Regions from separate parts of the Mus musculus genome. Here regions 1, 3 and 4 are each linked to region 2. The links are chromatin contacts, called in public Hi-C, HiCAR-type and promoter capture Hi-C maps. All regions are on one chromosome and are shown on one strand. Each heading gives the region's core, a stretch centred on a gene start, on an enhancer-like site or on the middle of the called end of the contact. The rest is flanking DNA. Distances are from core to core; before and after follow the strand shown.

Region 1 (3,529 bases), core at 817-3,316, 770 kb after region 2:
GGGGAGGTAGGAGAAAGATCAGGAGTTCAAAGTCAGTATGGTTTATAGAAGATTTGTCTTAAAAAATAATACAAAACAAAAAACTCGATAAAGTGTAATGCTGATCACAAGAGACAGATTTGCAGAATCTCTCTGTCTGTCTGTCTGTCTGTCTGTCTCTCTCTCACTCACACACACACACACAATTTTAGACTAGTGCTGGGATTCTTCTACTCCAGACTATGACATCCTTGAATATCAGGTTAAGGAGTTGGGAAACCAGTAAGTAATTCTAGAATTATCTTCCAAGGAACATGCGCTGATAGCTGTTACAGTTTAAAAAAATAAAAGGTTCCGGGGGCTGGAGAGATGGCTCAGCGGTTAAGAGCACCAACTGCTCTTCCAAAGGTCCTGAGTTCAAATCTCAGCAACCACATGGTGGCTCACAACCATCTGTAATGAGATCTGATGCCCTCTTCTGGAGTGTCTGAAGATAGCTACAGTGTACTTACATATAGTAAATAAATAAATCTTTAAAAAAAAATAAATAAAAGGTTCCTAGAAAATACAAGGGATTTCATTTATTCTTGGTACATGACATACCACCATAAAACTTAATACCTGAAGATATGTTATATTCTCACAGATTGTGTGGGTTAGAAATTTATAGAGTACAGCACAGGCAGTTTTGGAACAATCCAAAGTAGAGTTAGCTAAGAAAAACTCAACAGCTGGCTTTGACTTGTTCACTGGGACAGGGGTCATCTGGAAGTACCTTTATTGATAAGCTTAACAATGAATGCTCTAAAACAAAAATAGGTTGAACACATAATCTTATATTTAATTCATATTTAATCTTTTCACATGGCCAATTTTAATAGGTTCTTGCAGTGCATGTAGGCTGCCTCCTGAGGTTGAGAACAAAGTTGCCTCACCTCTTAGGACCTCACCTCACTAGTCACATAGCATTAGCTCACAACACACTGATAAGCATATTGACCCTTTATGACACAGGCATACAATACAACGTTTCAGAAAAAGTGACCTGATATTTTGCCCATGATGATCTTAAAAGTCTCTCCTACTAACATTCCAACTTCTTCATCAAAGTAGTTTAGAAAAATGTTGAAGGCACCTGGAATGTAATAGTTTCCCAAAGTAAGAAAGAGCTTGATTAAAATATTCTTCTAAGAAGACAGCAAAGCCCAGAAAAATGTAAGAGCACACTAAAGGTCAGAAGCTACCATAAATATTATATAAGAAACAAGAGCAAGGAATTTAAAAGTAATAATTGAAAGAACAAAACTTATGGGGTGGATTATCAGCAGAGTAGTATCAACAAAGAACGAGATGAGAGAACGTGGATAGATCCACAAAATTTACAAACCTGAATTGGTGGGAAACAGTCTAAAAACTCAGCAGTAGCCCCGGGACTTGTACTACAATGACAAATGACCTAAAATTCATGCAACTAGAGTTTCAGAGAAGGCAATGTGGGGCTAAAACACACGTTTTAAGAAAGAGTATCTGGAAACTTCTCAAAATTGGGAAGGGCATAAATCTACAGATTCAAGAAGCTGAGCTTCTCAAGCTGGGGAAATGTATACTATACTATTAGAAGCCATGCATTTTGTAAAACTAAAATAAAAAAAAAAGTTAAAAGCAGTGAAACAACACATCATATGCAAGGGTAAAGGTAATTTTAATGTCAGCAGATTTCTCAGGAGAATCCACGAGGGACAGTGTCGACCACAGATGCCTGGGGAGCCCCAGCGCAGACTTGGATTTATTTCTAGAAGGCTGGCTGCCAGCGCATTGGCTTATCCTTACCCAGGGAGCCTCTGGCGACCTGGCCACAGGTCGGGCGAGTGTAGTGCCATCGCGTACCGCACGGCCTAGCGGCTGTGCACGCGGGGTGATGGCAGCTCAGTTATCCTAGCACCACCCCATGCGCAGCCCACGTGCCCTTCCTCAGACAAACCACACAGTACTGGCAGCATCACCTCACCTGCCCACTCACAAGGTATTGGGGTCGTCCGCCGACGTCTCGGCAAAGCCTCACCAGACCCGGAAGTTCCGCCTGTACTGACGTCACAGCGCCGCGCCGCGCCGGTCCCGGAAGTCGGGACCCGTAGAACGCTTTGCAAGGATCTCCCGTGTGAGAGTTTGGGTGGCAGCTTGATGGGTAGGTGGTTTATAGTCAGCGAGATTGCTGGGAGCAGCACATAGAGCGTTTCTAGCATACCACCTGAATTTTACCCGCTCTCTGTTCTTTGTCGTTTTGGTAAACGAGTTTTTCCTCTCTTTGGAGGTTCTTTCATTCCCCCCCCCCCCCCCATCTGCCCACTTTTCCTTTCTTCCACCACCAGTTGCTTTTCATTCCTGACTCATGATCACAGGAAAGTTGACTCTCAGCTGACCTTAGTGCTAGTATTCAACTTCATATAGTATTCAGTTTCATATTCAGGATAATGCGACCTTCCAGAGCTATTTCCAGCTTACTACAAACTTCAAGATAGTATCCTCAACACTTGGTACAATTGTAGGCAATCAGTGTATTTCTGTCCCCCAAAATACTGTCGCCAATATGGCAGTATTATAGCCAGAAGAAGCATGGAACTTAGAAAGAAAGAAAAAAAAAACCCATAGTAATTATCACACATGGAAAAGCTTTGCGCTTGTATCCAGCACCTCGGTGATAGTACCAACATCACTTATATTTTAACTTAAAAATCTTTTTGTATATTAGTAGCCTGGAGCCTATGGACGCTGGAAGAGGGCACTGGGTTCCCTGGGACCTGAACCACATAAGCCTATGGGTCACCATGTGGGTGCTGAGAATCAATCCTAAATCCTGTGGAAAAGGAGTTAGTGCTCATAACTACTGAACCAACATCCAACTAGCTGTGGAATGTAAACCGATAAATATCTTCATAACCCTTTTTTATCACTTCTACTTTCCACATCCAATAGGTAACATTTAATGAATATAGAAAAAGATATTCATTGTGTTAAGAGTTTTTCATGAACTAATTTTTAAACCCTTAGCATTTCAGTGTGGTCAGTATTAACAAGTGATCACTAGAGTTTGGAGATATAAATACATAAAAGTAAATGATTATGTTACGGTGACCATAGGATATGTACCAAGTGGTGTCAGTTTTATGTGTGTAAATTTCCTGCCAGTAATGCTGTTAAAGGACTACTGACATATCAAGGGCGTCTTTCTGGGTATCTGTTCCATCCTTCTTTCATCCATAGACTACATGACAGAATGCATTGGTGCAGGATTTCTTTTAATTCTTGGATATGCATCTACGATGTAGCATCTAGGTGATTTATGTTTCTGATTTCACTGAACCTGTGCCAGAAATAACTGAAGCAATTCAGACTTTATAGTTGGCCAGAGATTATTTCTGTTAACTGCAGTGTAAAATGAGGTGCGAAGAAACTGACTTTCCCACAGTTAGTTAGGAGAGCTAGGCTCAGGTTACTTGCAGCAGTTTCTGTATTCTTCATGTTTTCTCTGGGCCATCTACTTTTGGAATAT
Region 2 (3,470 bases), core at 136-2,635:
AACAGTGACAGGAGGGGCTTGAGAGATGGGTCTGTGGTTAAGAACACGTGTTGTTCTTGAAGAGAACCAGTGGTCAGTTCTCGGCACCTACAAACCATCTGTAACTAGTTACAAAGGAAAAGATCCCATGCCCTCTTCTGGCCCCCACAGGCACTACATGCATGTGACACCATAAAATACGTTCAGGCAAAACACCCATACCATAAGAATAAACCCCTTTAAAAAAATTAAAACTTCATAATGACAAATACCATAAGTAGGTCTCACTAGCCACTAGCCACTAGCCACTGCTTTCTACCAGTTTCACACATCTGTACTGGTGATGATCACTTACCTGTCTGTGTCTCGAGTCTTAAAACTTTCAGTAATCCATCCTCACCGCCACATGCTATGAACCCTTGGTCCTTGTTCCAGGATATACATTTCAGCTTCACATTATTGGGAACAGCAATCTGTAAACACGAATCACAGTGATGCTAGCTTTTCACGAAGGAGTTGGAGGATCTCCATCCAGGAGATATAGACAGGCAAACATCTTCCAAGAAGAAACCTGCCCGAACTTGTCGTAGCCCATGTTACCAATCCCAGCACTGAGGCAGAAGGGTGGAAAGTTGGAAGCTGGCCTGGGCTACACAGCAATATCCTGTCTCAAAAAAGAGCATGAAAAAGGGAGAGAGAAACAATAACGCCCTGCAGCAAAATGAACTATTATGAAAATGGCTGTGGTCTTCTTAAATGTTCTGAGCCCTAGCATTCTGTAAAGAAGTGCACATAAAGGAAGGTGATTGCCAAGGAAGCGGGCGGGAACGGGGTGGGGGTGTCTGAACTGAGGCGGGAACTGAGACATAAATTCGTATCGCTGCTGCTCTTACTTCCTTTCCCACACCACACTTATATTTCTCTCTTAGGGCAGACTGTCATAATCTACCTTCTGGATCAACAAGTAGCAGAGGAAAGACCACCAGCGCTTGGTGATCACTTTTTATCACTGAAAAGAAACTTGGCATGACTGGAATGTGGAAGAATCCTGAGAAAGAGCTGCTGGCTCTGCCAAGGACTACCGGAGCACAGAGACCTGTGAGAGGAGATAGGTGACAGGAAGATGGAGAAGCTGCCTGGCAGCCGCCTGCAGTCCCGGGAGAATGCGGGCACCGGCGGGCTACAGGAATGGAGGCGGCGCGACGGCGGTCCCCAGGAGAAACTCACTTTCTTGCTCAGGTAGAAGAACATCGTGGGAACTCGGAGAAGACGACCCACAGCGGTCAAGGCACGCTAATATATAACGGGTTCTACACCTCCATTTGCGAGCACTGGTGGATCGGAGAAGCTCCCGTCGCCTGGCAACCACCGCCGCCCAGTCGCATCCGGGGCGCTTAGAGAACTTCCGGCGTGGCCTCCCGCCCCGTGTTGGTCGTCGTGCGCCTGCGCGGGCGATGGGGCGGCTGTGTAATTGGTGTGGGGTGAAGTTGATCAGTTCTTCAATGCCTTGGCTTCGAGCCTTTCTGCTCTCAGTTTAGCGATCTGCCATGCGTATCTCTCCCAGCGCCGTCCCTTCATCCCCGCCGCTGTGTTACAACATCACGCTAATAGTCGTGCGTCAGGAGTCAGTATAAGCTAAAGGGAGCCCCTTCCAAAAAAGGTCTCAGGAGTTCTGTGTTTTCTCTCTAACCGCTCCACCCGACCCCGACCAATATTCTTGAAAAGAACGTCAGTTGTTGCATTTGGTAGGCTGGCACCATCGGACAAATAAAAAATGGCAGTGCAGATGTGCATTTTGAGGACTGCCTTCTTTGAGAGAACTACAGAGCCCTCTGAAGCAATTTAGGAGTGGGCACTATTATTTTGCGTTGGATTAGGGTTCTTATGGCTGCGACAAAACACCATGACCAAAAAGCAAGGTGAGGAGCTTGAAAGGGTTTAGTTGGCTTACACGTCCATACTGCTGTTCATAATCTAAGAAAGTCAGCAGGAACTCAAACAGGGCAGTAGAAACCTGGAGGCAGGAACAGATGCAAAGGCCATAGAGAGTTTTCTTATAGAACCCAGAACCACCAGCCCAGGGATGGCCCTCCCCAATCAATAACTAGTTTTTTAAAATGCCGTACAGCATTTCAGATAACTCTAGTTTGTGCATCAAGCTGACATAGGACTAGCCAACACAGAATCCTTAAAACACCTTAAAAATTATGTCAAGGGTCCTTGTAATGGGAGTAATATGACCTTTGGGTCATTAAAGCTACAACTACATTGTGGCGTACCCTCCCGTTTCAAAATATGTGAGGTGTTAGAGCTTTTCTATCCAGAGAGTGATTTTTCTATATTTCTCTTAACTTTTTGTACATCTTCCCTCGTGTGTGCATGTATGTGGAAGCACATGTGCAGACCAGAGACCTACATCATGTACCTTCTTCAATAACTTGCCATCTCATTTTCTGAGGCAGGATATCTCCGTAACCTTGGAACTTACAGTGTGGGCGAGACTGCCCCGCCAATGACCTCCAGCATCGCTTGATCCCCTCTCAACACGGGGGTTACAGGTGCAGCACAGCTAACCAGGCTTCTAGGAGTGCTGGGGATCCAAACACTTGTCCTCATGTTTGCAGCAAGCACTTCACCCACTGAGCCATTTTCCCATGTCCCCATTGTCCTTTGGGGTATCCTGATGTTAACAAAGTTCCCAAATCTAGACATTCAGGTGGATCCAGTCCTGTGGAGGTATTTGGTCTCACCCATTTTTGTGTTATTTTTGGTTTTCCTTTTTAACATAATCTGCAACTATCAATATTGGCTCATATATCCTAGTGTGCACTTCATACAGAAGTGTTAAGTTCCCCACTTGAGTCTTCCCTACCACAAGCACACAACCTTTGAACCCTTTGACTTCAGGCAATTGTCTCACCACATCTAGAAGTTAAGGGTCCAAGTGTTTTTTATTTCAGTGTGGATGTTCCTCAAAATCAAACAACAACTAAAACCTAAAGATAGATCTACCATATTATCCAACCATGTCACTATCAGGTACATACCCAAAGAATCGGAAGCAACATAAAATAGAGATGCCTGTACCCCTGTGTTTAACACCACACCATTTACAATAGCCAAGTGGCACAGTCCATTCATAAATTTAAAAAGTGGCATGTGGGGCTGGAGAGAGAATGTTCAGTGGTTATGAGCACTGACTGTTCTTCCAGAGGTGAGGGTTCAATACCCAGCAACCACATGGCACCTCACAACTGTCTGTAACTACAATTCCAGACATACATGTAGGTTGTGTGAGGACCTGACACCCTCACCACACAAACATACATGCAGGCAAAACACCAATGCAATACAAATAAATAAAGTTTTTAAAAGGTGGCATGTATACACAGAGGATTATTATTCAACTATCAAGAAGAAACAGAAGATAATATCCAGACATGATTGGGATTCTGAAAATGTCACAGTGAGGGGCTGGCAAGATGGCTCGG
Region 3 (3,419 bases), core at 200-2,699, 640 kb after region 2:
CAGGTGTGATGGGGACTGGGAAAGGCAGGAGAAGCAAGGAGCTATCAGGACTACAGACTGATGGCCAGACAGCTGCTAACCTTCTTGAGTATCATGCCACCACATGTCCATGGGCCCGACAACATGCTTTTCTTCTGAAGGTGACTGGTGGTTTCAATACGCTTGACCCAGGGAGCCTTGTTGGTGTGGCTTTGTTGGAGGAAGTGTGTCACTGTAGGGGTGGCTTTGAGGCCCTCCTCCTAGCTGCCCAGAAGACAGCAGTTTTTTCCTGTTTGCCTTTGGAACAAGATGTAGAACTCTCAACTCTTCCACCACCATGCCTGCCTGGATGCTGCCATGCTTCCCACTATGATGATAATGGACTGAGCCTCTGAACCTGTAAGCCAGTCCCAATTAAATGTTGTCCATTATGAGAGCTGCCTTAGTCATGGTGTCTCTTCATAGCAATGGAAAGAAACCCTAACTAAGACAGTGGAGCTACCTAACAGAGACCTTGGGGTCAGAAGCCTGCACCCCACAGCCACTTAGACATGGGGTTGATGTAATCTGGGGCTCAAAGTTCAAGGGATAGGGTCCAGGAGAGCAGGAGGATGCCTATGTTAGTGACTTCTCTTTTGTCTGGTACAAAACAATGAACAACAACAACAACAATAACAAAACAACTTCAAGAAGGCAGGGATTGCATAGGTTCACGGTTTGTCTACCATGGCGGCCCCCCCAGGGTGGGGGTTAATGTTGGTGCTTGGTTTGCTTTACCCCTTTATTAAGTCCAGGACACCAGACCATACCCTGGTGCTGCCCATATTTAGGGAGGGGTTTCCAACCTCAATTAGTCCAATCCAAAAACCCTTCACAGATACGCTCAGAGGCTAGCTTTCTAGTTAATCCTTGATCCTGTTAGACGGGCAATATTAACCATCACAAAGCCTAAGCCCTGCTTTGCCGGACATTGAACATCAGTCTTCTCTAAGTAGTATACCTGCTGCCCTTCTAAGCAACAATGTGGTTCCCCCTGGGTAGGGTAGCCCTTCTGAAGTTCCTCTGGAGTCAGGTGGGCTTGGCTCTGCCACACCTGTTCCCTGACTGAAGAGCTCCTGCCCTGAGATGCTTGTGGTGGGAAACTGGGGGTCACCAGAGAGGTTTCTTGGGGTGTGCCACAGTTTTATTTCTTGATCCAGGTGGATAGGCAAGCTTCATGTTTGCTGGATCACATGATCTGGGCTGCCTTTGTGACACTGTCTCCAGATCACAAACTTGGTTTTATTTTAACAAGCTGACCTCAAGCTCTGGGGCTGCCACCCACGTTAGGCATTTTAAGATTCCTATAAACGGCAAAAGTTTTTTGTTTTGTTTTGTTTTTCCTTTTTACTGGAACCCAGGATTGCATTCTCCCAAGCGCCTGGCAGCCGGTTCCACTGGGCTGAGGTCACCTCTGAGCTCATGTTGGCAACACAGTGGCAAACTGCACAGAGGCTGGCCATTGCCAAAAGCTGTAACACAGACTATCCAGTCTCAGATAAAAATACCAGGTCCCTGGGTGCTGCAAGGCCAGGGACTCTGAGGTGACTATTCCTGCAGAACCACCCCCCTCCCACCCCAGTTCAGAGGCATAGCGTGTCTGGTGGAGATCGCCTAGCAGGCTGGACATTTTGGGCCTGGGAGTAGGGTAGTAACTAATTATGATCATACTAGGACAATACTTATGACTTTGCTTGTTACTCTCAATATCCCATGAACAGAATTGTCTGTGTTGTCCACTGGGGTGAAAGTGGCACAGTTCAACAGTGATGGCATCTGTGTCCCTACTGCAGTATGTGCACGTCAACAGGGGCCACCATGGTGAAGTGCCAACAGAGCTCTGGCCTGCCTGTGGTGCTGGGGGTGGGTGAAGGATCGCTAGCTCGCTAGCTCGCACCCTTCAGAAAGCCTCGGCTCTAGCTCCTCTCAGATCCTGCAGGGTGGACTCAGCTGCTCCTTGTGGGAGGGCGCCCCTGTAGTTTTATCTATCAGGCAGAATCAACAGTCCTGGTGACTAACAGAGGCCATGGCCCTAGCAAGGGTGACCAGAGTCTGGACTCCCTGTGTCAATATGCCTAGAAGGCCCTGGATGGAAGCTGTGAGCACGGCTCTGTGGAATGTGACCATCGACTGGGGTTGGGGGGCCCTTAGACCAGCCCTATGAGAACTGTAGGCTCTGTTTCATCACCAATATGTCCGTCTCTTGATCACCTATCATAATGTCCTTTGCTTGGCCCCTGGCCCTGGATCCAGTGGGCACAGCAGCAGTGACTGGCAGAGAACCCCATTTACACCTGTATCGGCAGTGCCTGGCCAGTCACTTCAGGGCTTGAGGCTGATCCTCAGCCATTCTGGTAGCTTTGCCCTCCACTCAGAAACCACTTTCTTTGGGGACCCAATGCGCATGCTACCCACTTAAAAGGCCCAGAGGGCAGGGGAGCAAAGCCGCCTACGGATCAAGAACAGCAGGAAGCACAGTGCGTGAGAGAACAGGCGGGAAGCCAGGTGAGGGAGGTTCCAACCACTTCCCCAGTTCTGCTCAGTCCGTCCAGGACAGACACAGATAAGGCTAGACCATCCGTCTGTCCTCCTGAACGGACACAGATAAGGCTAGACCGTTCTGGGCGAGCTTCCCTCACAAGCTTGACACGCATCTTTGTCCTCCTTGGTGACATCTGTGATTTCTGCTGCACTGAACTGAAGCAGATGCTCAGCACAACAGTGTTCAGTCAGCACTGACTACCCTGCCCCAGCTACCTGGCGGTCCTGTCCTCAAATCCCTCAGATCACCCACGAGAACACAAGGGGCATCAGGGGACCTGGAAGCCCCCAGGGTCTTGTCTGATTGATCCTAAAACTGCAGAAAGGTGTTCAGCAAATACTAAAAGGAAGAAGGCAGGCAGGCAGACAGACCGACAGATAGGCATCTGTCCTGTGTAGCTGGATAGTCATCAGATAGAAGGAAGACAGATTAGCTGACTGGAAGGAAGGAAGGAAGGAAGGAAGGAAGGAAGGGAGGAAGGGAGGGAGGGAGGGAGGGAGGGAGGGAGGGAGGGAGGAAGGAAGGAAGGAAGGAAGGAAGGAAGGAAGGAAGGAAGGAAGGAAGGAAGGAGAAACAGGCAGGCAGGCAGGCAGGCATCCAGACAGACAGACAGACAAAGTAATAAGACAGGGAATGAGGGGTCAGAGCAGCAGTTGTCAGCGCTCATGTTTACAAAGCCCTTTCTCTATTCCATCGCTGCTCCTCTAACAATAACCCCTGCCAGCCTTTCAGCAGCAAGCAGCCTGTCCATTCCTCCTCCTCCCCTTCCTCCAACCAGCACTCCCCAAGCAGTGCCCCTGTAGAGGTGCCTGCTCTAGGTGATGCAGACAGACCCACCTGAGATGCCAGCCAGCCAGGC
Region 4 (3,335 bases), core at 120-2,619, 660 kb after region 2:
AAAGCCTCACTACTGTATCCTAGAACCTGGACCGGTGTCTAGCATCGAAGGGATCCCGAGAAAACACCTGCTGGATGGATACTGCATGAAGCCCAGAGATGCCGCGCAGGAGGAGGCTGGAAACTCCAGCTGATCTTGGGTGCAGGGCCACTTCAATGCTTACTTAGGTGGCTGTGCTCCTCAAAGGCAAGCTCCTTGGGTCTGCTGTGACTATCAGAATGGTGGACAGGGCACGACTCGTCCACCCTCACCATCAGCAGCACACTATGCCTGCTAACACTCGGGGGCATGCTAGCACCAAGGGAAGCCACCACTACCCTTTCTAGGCACCAGCACCAAACTCACAGTCACAGTCTGGTGGCCCACAGGGACATTTACTGCTCCTGTCCTCCTATCTCTCTAGATGGAACCTTTCTCTACAGGAAGGGAAACTGAGGCTCTGTGAAAGGGAACGACTCACAGGGTCATAGGAACATCTCTTTTAATGGGGATGTGGCCTGCGGCCTCACCACACCAAGGAGAGCAAGCAGCTTTCAAGATCAGGGCTTACGTCCGGAACCATACTTTTCTAACCAGGGAGCTGGGAATACAAATGAACTTGTGTTGGGTAAAGCACCCGTTTGCCCATCTTGGCTAGAGTTTGTATTCGGGGAATAAAGGCAGAGTATACGATTATCCTTAAAGTTCATCATTTCAGAGTTACTTAAAAATCGAGGAAGGAGTAGGACATCCACCCTGCCCACAAGCCTTTCCAAGCCTCACCCTAGCTGTGAGTATGGCCCTGGGTGGATGCGCACTGCTCTGACCCCTTTGAGGAAGCTCCTGCGCTCTCTCCAGCAATAACTGCCAGGGTCTTAGTTCTGCGTAGTTGGGGTTCAACAGCAGCAGTGTGCTGCCCTGCCAACTGAACTTAACACGCCCCCTCCCGCAGCACCAGTCATTTTGGTGCGGGTATCACCTCCAGGGACACCTTGTTTTATTCACCTCGTCCCTGGTGCTTAGCATCGAGCTATTCACACAGCTAGCGCAGAAATGTTTGGGGGACCGGAAGAAATGCCCCCCTCCCCCCATACGCAGGGACAGGAAGCTGGGCCCTGTCCCAGCCAGCGCTATCTCGCCAATCCCAGGCTTTTCTGGAGACGTGGGTGAGTGCTTGGATCCTTTAGGGGGCCTCAGTTTCCTTGTCTGTAAAACGGGGACTCTAGACGGCGCGCCAGCACGCCAGCAGGATAGTGTGCGGTGCAGCGGGATAAACCGTCAGCTGCTGGGACGTCTGGATCATGCATGTTGGGGGTCTGGCTCACCTGGAGGTGCGGAGCACCGCCGGGGACTGCATGTCGGCTGCGGGCGGGCGGACGGTCACGGGATCTGGCGTCCTGGGCGTCGCTGCGTCCCCGCCCCGCCCCGCTCCGGCGCAGCGCCGTCTCCTCAGCCCTTGCCCGCCCCCTGGTGGCAGCGGATGTGCACATCGCAGTGTCTGTGGCCTCGGAGTAGAGAGGTCATCCCTGCTGCTCATCCCTCCCTAGGTCCCCCATAGCCACCTCTTAAGCCTGGCACCTCATGCCATTTAATCCTAGTACTGACTTAACCTCTAATGGTACAGGAATCCAGCCGCTAGTTTTCAGGCTTCTCTCCAGGCTAGCTACAAAAGCACTCTTTTCTCTCCCTGGGGTCATTTCCACTTATGCAGTCAATCACTCAGTCAACAGGAGTCTTCCCCTTTGGGACTCTGTCCCTTCAGGCTTGTGGGCTGTCATTGAAAACAACCCTCTCTTTCGGGCTCTTCTCCTAAGGTTTCCTGTCCATCTCTTCTTTCTGTCTCTGACTCTGTCTCTCCCTCTCTGTCTCTCTCTCCCTCTCTCTCCCTCTCTGTCCCTCTCTCCCTCCCTTCAAAGGTACTCTTGGCCTTGGCCTGGCTTGCTTTGCATTGAGGAGGAGGTCTTGGACATTTTACTCTGTATGTCTCTGACTGAGTGGACCACCTGGGAATGGGCTCAACTCTCTACCCCAGGAGAATGAGAGAGACCATACCTGCTGTTTCCTGTCTTCTGCCCGTGGCTCAGGAGACTGAAACCAGGGCCAGGTGACAGGTACAAACTGCTGTCTGTCCTTTGCTCTCTCCAGTGATAAGTAGCTGCAGATGCTGGGCCACACCAAAAGCACCTAAGGGACATATTATGTTCCCGTTTTAGTGTGTGTGTGTGCATGGAGAGTGTATAGAGGTCGAAAGACAGCTCTGTGGAGTTGATTCTCTCCTTCCACATTTCCATGGCTTGTAGGGATTGGAATCTGGAGGTCAGGTTTGCAAGAAATTATTTTAACTTGAGTCATCTTGCAGGCTCCATGCCATGCTCTCTAGGTAGCATCTCAGCACACTCAAACCATTATCCTCTGCTTCAGTGATGTAATCCCACAGTCAATTTTAAAAGTTTGAAAATGACTTCAAACTTTGCCTCTTGAAACATATACACTCATGCACCCTGTTGGCGGCGTTTTGGATTTGTCTAGAGAAAAGGTGACAATAATAGGTGTTTTAAATGTTAAACTTATAATTATTACTACCATTTACTACTCTCTCTCTCCCTCTCCCCCCACCCCGTGTGTGTGCGTGTATGTGTGTATGTTCATGTGTGTGTGTATGTATGTGTGCATGTGTGTGTGTGCACGAGTGTGTGTATGTGTGCATGTGTGTGTGTGCACATGTGTGTATGTATGTATGCATGTGTGTGCGCGTGTGTGTGCATGTGTGTGTGTGCATGTGTGTGTGCATGTGTGTGCCTGTGTGTGTGTGCGTGCATGTGTGTGCATGTATGTGTGTGCATGTGTGTGTATATGTGCATGTGTGTTTATGTGTGTGTGCATGTGTGTGTGTGTGTGCAGTTAACTCTGCACTTGTGAGATCAAGGACAACTTTCGGGAGCTGGATCTCTCCTTGCACCACAGATTCTGAGGTGCGGATAGAATTTAGGGGATCAGGCTTGTATAGAATGTTATTTTACTCACTGAGCCACCTCATAGGCATTAACACAGAGATTTAATGGAGCCTCCCCTCCTGTCCCATCCTAACCCCCTCTCCTTTTTCCACCCTTCCCTTCTATCCCCTTCCTCCTCCTCCTCCTCCTCTCCCTCCCTCCTCCTCTTCTTCCTTCTCTTTTCCATTGCAAAACGAAATGGAGTCAGAAAGGGCGGTGCGAAGGAGCAGTTTCCTAGAGAAATAAGAATTGGCAAACTAGGAATGTTCCCGACAAGGAAGGAGTCAGTAGGGTCTAGCAGCGGAGGAAAGCAGGAGTCAGGGCATGAAGTACTCGGTGTGTTTGAGCTTAGCCTTTGCACTG

The links. Hi-C and Micro-C count contacts between places; a contact is called where the count stands out from the background. HiCAR-type assays count read pairs that join an accessible place to other places. Capture Hi-C pulls out chosen DNA fragments and counts their contacts.
Region 1: a contact with region 2 is called in a Hi-C map of regulatory T cells, with 3 times the contacts expected there. The contact joins the promoter of Ldah here to the promoter of Wdr35 in region 2. A contact is called at or near these places in 3 of 39 promoter capture datasets (the HPC-7 cell line, hippocampal neurons and pre-B cells) and 3 of 484 Hi-C or Micro-C datasets (CD4 T cells, Th1 cells and regulatory T cells).
Region 3: a HiCAR-type map of astrocytes shows a contact between it and region 2, with 2.3 times the contacts expected there. The contact joins the enhancer-like site here to the promoter of Wdr35 in region 2. A contact is called at or near these places in 1 of 39 promoter capture datasets (cranial neural crest), 6 of 115 datasets of contacts at active chromatin or transcription factors (astrocytes, embryonic basal ganglia, forebrain and 3 more) and 2 of 9 other capture datasets (liver and pancreatic islet).
Region 4: a contact with region 2 is called in a promoter capture Hi-C map of liver. The contact joins the promoter of Hs1bp3 here to the promoter of Wdr35 in region 2. A contact is called at or near these places in 1 of 484 Hi-C or Micro-C datasets (CD4 T cells), 5 of 115 datasets of contacts at active chromatin or transcription factors (bone marrow-derived macrophages, embryonic basal ganglia, forebrain and 2 more) and 1 of 9 other capture datasets (liver).

The regions. Positions count from the first base shown.
Region 1 is chr12:8,206,663-8,210,191 of GRCm38.p6, reverse strand. Ldah (lipid droplet associated hydrolase) reads right to left here and starts at 2,066. Exons shown (of 7, transcript NM_001364261.1): 1 at 1,988-2,066. Gm33037 (a long non-coding RNA gene) reads left to right here and starts at 2,059. Exons shown (of 4, transcript XR_381233.4): 1 at 2,059-2,164.
Region 2 is chr12:8,971,916-8,975,385 of GRCm38.p6, reverse strand. It overlaps Wdr35 (WD repeat domain 35), which reads right to left and starts at 1,385. Exons shown (of 27, transcript NM_001159527.1): 1 at 1,207-1,385; 2 at 335-452. The coding sequence starts at 1,230. Matn3 (matrilin 3) reads right to left here. Exons shown (of 8, transcript NM_010770.4): 8 at 3,358-3,470.
Region 3 is chr12:8,332,456-8,335,874 of GRCm38.p6, reverse strand. The region is part of intron 4 of Hs1bp3 (HCLS1 binding protein 3); the gene reads right to left. Among named protein-coding and RNA genes, the nearest start is that of Hs1bp3, 21 kb to the right of the region's middle. Within about 2 kb of position 1,449, at least 54 of the 459 cell types and tissues checked have an H3K27ac peak or open chromatin away from gene starts, as enhancers often do. A contact at or near this core is called in astrocytes, forebrain, liver and 1 more, where this site is marked.
Region 4 is chr12:8,311,467-8,314,801 of GRCm38.p6, reverse strand. It overlaps Hs1bp3 (HCLS1 binding protein 3), which reads right to left and starts at 1,369. Exons shown (of 7, transcript NM_021429.3): 1 at 1,305-1,369. The coding sequence starts at 1,336.